Regions from separate parts of the Xenopus laevis genome. Here region 1 is linked to region 2. A link is a contact called in public Hi-C data. All regions are on one chromosome and are shown on one strand. Each heading gives the region's core, a stretch centred on a gene start, on an enhancer-like site or on the middle of the called end of the contact. The rest is flanking DNA. Distances are from core to core; before and after follow the strand shown.

Region 1 (2,700 bases), core at 177-2,676, 69 kb after region 2:
AAAAGGAGACGAAGTTGAAGTCCTGAAGCCTTGAGTTCAATTCTACTGAACAGCAATTTGTGTTTTTAATCCCCTGGCCACCAATGTATTATTTTAATATTCTATAGGGCCCTGCCACCAATGTTTTTGTTTTTTTTAAAAAATTTGGGAGGCCCCAATTTTTTTTTACTTGTAAGGGGGGGCCCTGGCACCAATTGTTTTGAAAAAAAATTTTTGGGGCCCCAATTATTTTGTAATTTGTAAGGGGGGCCCTGGCACCAACATTTACTTGTAAGGGCGGCCCTGGCACCAAGTTTTTTTTAAAAAAAAAATTTTGGGCCCCAATTTTTTTTAACTTGTAAGGGGGCCCCTGCCGCCAATGTTTATTTTTTGTTTTTAATTTTTGAAAAAAAAATGTGAAAATTTTTTGGGGGGCCCAATTTTTTTAAACTTGTAAGGGGCCCTTGCCATCAATGTTTTTTGTTTTTTTTTTAAATTTTTTACAATTTTTTTTTTATAACTTATGTGTGTGGGGGGTTACTTTTTTAGGCGCTGATGTCTGTGTGGTCTTTTAACTGTGATGTGTAGTGGGCGGTATATGGGGTGGGCTTGGGCGTGAGGGTGGGCATCACCCGGCCGGGCCCAGGGGACCCCAAAAATGTTGTTGTACACGGACCAATGATTTCTAATTGCAGCCCTGTATACAACCTTGGTAGGTCTGAGATGCTGGATTTTCGGATTCAGACTTTTTCTATCTTTGGGGTATAATAAATCTCTAAAGATTTGAGTTTTTTTCACTAAAATTTTACAGTAAAAACAAGTTTCAAGTTTTTGGCATTTGGAATTTAATAAATAACCCCCTGAATATTAAATTTTGCCCTTTAGTAAATATTGTGTCATCTTTCCTTCAGGACCCAAAACTGGGTGTGAAAAATGTGACCATAAAATCCAAATTTTTTTTTATTATACCCTGAGGAAGAACAGACAGGCCAAGGTTGTATATAAATCAATGGGAGAGGGCCTTATCCGATTTGGAAGTTTCTGTGGTCTGCGCTGGAATTAGCCTGAAAATCTGACTATTTCTGGGCAAAAATCCAAAAGAAATCATACTTTTCAGGGAAAAACTCAGAAAAAAAATCGGATTTTTGCTTCATTTTATATAGTTTTTCCCCAATCCAACTAAATTGTGCTTTTTTTATGAATAAATAAGATCAAAACAAGAATCAGATAAATTCAGATTCTGATAAATAACTCCCTGAGTGTAGAATTAATTATCTCCTTTGAATTACTATCCACACAAGTGGACCCAACCCAAATTTGACCCATGAATTAAGAAACACACAATATACAGGGTATCAGCTGGGAATAACAGAGCAAAGGAGTTGTTATGGCAGGGTTTCCCTGGGTTAGGCCATTTGGGAAGTTCCCAGAGTCTGTTTAAGCTGAAAAGCAGAAGTAAATGAGCAGAAGAAGCAGAGGAGAGAGGAGGAGTTACACACAATGCTTATTGCTGGGAGGAAGAGGAAGGCTCAGAGTTTCAGAGGAGTGCGGGTGTGAGCAGGTCAGTACTGTGACAGTCACATTTGTATCGCTTGTAACAACCATTTATACTAACATTTTCCCCTTTATCATGGCATTGTATTTAAACAGGAGTTGTGTATAGATTGTGCTAAAATCACTGCGACCCCGATATCTTTTTAATTTGTTTTAACATTTGTTCTTAGGAACATGCTTCACAAGTAACTTGTTGTGAATAAAAGCATCCCATTGTTTCCTATGGGCAGTGTCAGAGCAGCCGTCTGCAGTGTGACTGGCTCAGCAATAAGTCTCTGGTGTGGATATTTTAGGAAATGTTGGTGTGTATGTATTCATTAGATCGTTTACAGTTATGTACTAAACATTACAGATCATGTTGAATTGAAATACAGCCCGTAATATGCATTTATTTATTTAAAATGTCTCTGATTTTTGTGATCTGGTAGCTCCTGTATCTATTAACTTCTGTTATTATCACTAGGAGCTGTCCTATTGTCTATGTGTTGCTTATGGATTATTCATAAAGACCTGTTAGATCTGTTAATATGAACAGTACGATCTTCACTTGTTGCTTTATATGTTTTATTTATAATGTCACTGTGTTCAGAAATCAATGAGATTAAAGGGGTGGTTTACCTTTATGTTAACTTTTAGTATGTTATAGAGTGGCTAATGTTAAGTAATTCTTCAATTGGTCTTCATTTTATAGTTTTTGAATTATTTGCCTTCTTTTTCTGACTCTGACCCCCATTTAAAAAACAAATGCTCTGTAAGGCTACAAATGTATTGTTATTGCTACTTTTTATTACTCCTATTTTATTCAGGTCCTCTCCTATTCATATTCCAGTATCCTATTTAAATCAATGTGTGGTTGCTATGGTCATTTGGACCCTAGCAACCAGATTGCTGAAACTGCAAACTGGAGAGCTGCTGAATAAAAAGCTACAAATAATAAAACATCAGAGTCGGACTGGACATGGGGGGGCACCGGGTTACTAATTCTGGCCCCTGTGCAGCCTGAGATCTCCCAGAGGGGTCCAGGATCCTAGCAAGAGAGTGCAATGGTGATCTCTTTGCTAGAAAAGACAACGTTCTGGTTTTAAAAACTGAAATTTGTCTCTTAAAGTTAACAGAAGATGCATTATTGCTGCCACTGGTAACCAGTGGAGCGCTGCTACCTGAGAC
Region 2 (2,700 bases), core at 194-2,693:
TAAAAATGATATATCAACTTAATAGGCCAAACCTCTGTGTCCCTGTGCTGGTTCACAGTTCAGCATATATGGTTGATTTATCTCTAAAATAGAGCATTCACATACCTACATATACATGTGCCAATAAAATAGTTCTGTGATATCATTTATACAGGGTACAATCTGACTGATGACTTTGTCCTGTCTCCCTCAAGCCTGAAGTTGCTGACAAGTCTATGGTGGGGGACATAGGAAGGTAGGAGGACACATTTGAGAGGAGCAAATAGGCAGAGTTCCTGTTAAACCTGGGAACGTTACTTTTCCTTACTAGTAGGCAGATTAAAGTTTCACCCATTTGCAATTTGCAATCCATACTAGGTAAAAATAAAACACTATGCAGGGAAATCACAAAAGTGAAGTAAAAAAAAAGACTTTGGCCTACCTTGAATTTGTCCTCCATTGATTTTCTGCCATAATCTGACATTTTACTTAAATTTAATGGCATATTTGTCTTAACATCACTTTTGTGAATTCCACCATGAGCCTCCATTGTTGATTAACCGATTTGGGTGGGCTAAACATTAGACTGATTTCTTATTTTTAACATTGTTGTTTGGAACCATATGGAATGTGAAGTAGATAGAAGGAAGTATTATTATCCAATATTATACATATTAGATAATAATACTTCCTTCTATCTACTTCACATTCCATATGGTTCCAAACAACAATGTTAAAAATAAGAAATGGAAATGGAGAGATGTGCAATGGACCCCCTGCAAAAAAAATCTAGAGGCCTAGACCACAGCTTTTCCTTTCTAGAATCCCATCCTGCCGGCATTTTCCGCCCGCCTGCATCCGCCCTCCCTACTTGACATTAGGAGGATGGCAACTATAGAGGAAGCAGACCCCGCTGTCCGTACCCCCTGTTCTCTGGACCACAGGGATGGCTGATTCATGGGGTAGTTCAGAAAAGGCTAGAACATATGAAAGTAAACAAAGATTCAGGACAGGATAGTACAAAAGATTTGTGATTGCCAAACCTCTTTACTTAATTTTTCAGGATTCTTTCATGTTTGCCATGATGCCAAGAGATTAGCAAATTACTAATGTGGTACCATTATTCAAAATGGATCCCATTCTCAGCTAGTTTGACATTGGTGGTAGGAAAACATTTAGAGCGGTACTAATATTAAACATACTTGAATACATTTCAAATCACACTACCTTTACTATGAGTTTGTGCCAGCATGGGGTTATGCATAATAGATCTTGCCACACACGTTTGTTTGCCTTCTATGAGGAGGTGAGCAGAAACATAGACATTGGGGTGGCAGTGGATGTGATCTACTTAGACTTTGCTAAAGCATATGATACAGTACCACACAGAAGGTTGTTGTTTAAATGAGTAGAAATGCAGTACATTATGTTTTTGGCTTCTGTACTAGTCCAAGGCAACCACAGTGTTTTAGCAGGGAAGATCTGTCCCCCATCTTCTTTTGTGTACATGCACTGTGCTGCTTAGCTTAGAGGCAACACAATATACAGTACAGATTGAATATAAACATCATGATGCATGACGTATTGCCAATTAATTCAGTTTTTCGTTACATGCCAGTTTAGAAACAAGTGCAATTAGCCTTAAACTTAAAAACCCAGCCCTGTAGCATCAGCTCTTATTAGAGGCAATCCTCATTTTAAGCTTACCATATCAATAGCTGCCTAGAGCACACTCAACATGGGAGTGTCACTGACATTCTAATTAAATTCAAGATGGTAAACCCTTCAGGGCCAGAACTAGGTGCAAGCAAAAGAGTCACATGCCTGGAGGGGTGCAGGTCCTAGTACCTGTCTGACCACCATCGGATTCTGAACCTTTAGGCTGCTGCATTAAATTCAGTATATAACGTTGGGGTTGTTTTCTCAGGAAAACTCTTAGGAAACATTATAGACAGATAGCTGGAGATCTTTTTCCACATAGATGATAACAAAGAATAATAAGAATAAGAGGCAACTCCTTTAAACTCCAGAAATTGAACTTTCATCTGAAGCAGAGAAGGTGGTCCTCCACAGTCAGGGCAGCGAGGTTGTGGCATGCCCTGCTGAGCATATTCTATTAATACCTTAAAGGAGAAACAAACCCTTAATAAAAAAAATCCCTACCCTACTTACACCCCCGTGCAGATTCTGTGCAGCAGAGTTCACGGATGCCATCTTCAGCCACTTCTGTAATCTCCAGCGATTCAGCAATTTTCGCGAGTTTCAGCGCATGCGCAGTTGTCGCAAAACAGAAAATTGCTCCAACTGCGCATGCGCCGCTTTGCTGGTCTCATTACGAAGATTACCGAAGATTACCGAAGAGAATGAGATTGTGCCCGTGAACTCCGCTGGACAGAATCTGCACGGAAGGGTAAGTAAAGAGTTAGGGGCATTTACTCGGGGGGGTTGTTTCTCCTTTAAAGAGTGGCTTGGACTACTTTTTTGCCAATGAACAGTGATCTCAAAATCTACAGTTAGTTTAGTATAAGTATGTGTATTTATACTTTAAATATGTGAGTGTATCATGAGTGTAGCAGACTCATCAGAAGACTACTGTTTTAACATGCCAATGTGACTGATTGCCGATCACATACTTTATTGGTCAGGCAGTCTGTTGACAAGGGCCCATACACAGGCCAATAAGCTGCCGACATAATCTAGAGAGTAAGCAGGTTTTATTAG

What was found. A called contact is a pair of places that touch in the nucleus more often than the background predicts.
Region 1: a Hi-C map of the XTC cell line shows a contact between it and region 2, with 4 times the contacts expected there. The contact joins the promoter of mlkl.L here to the enhancer-like site in region 2. A contact is called at or near these places in 3 of 4 Hi-C or Micro-C datasets (the XL177 cell line, the XTC cell line and animal cap).

The regions. Positions count from the first base shown.
Region 1 is chr4L:69,096,212-69,098,911 of Xenopus_laevis_v10.1, forward strand. It overlaps mlkl.L (mixed lineage kinase domain-like protein), which reads left to right and starts at 1,427. Exons shown (of 11, transcript XM_018258067.2): 1 at 1,427-1,540.
Region 2 is chr4L:69,027,023-69,029,722 of Xenopus_laevis_v10.1, forward strand. No RefSeq gene overlaps it. Among protein-coding and RNA genes, the nearest start is that of fa2h.L, 10 kb to the right of the region's middle. Within about 2 kb of position 1,444, at least 1 of the 7 cell types and tissues checked has an H3K27ac peak or open chromatin away from gene starts, as enhancers often do.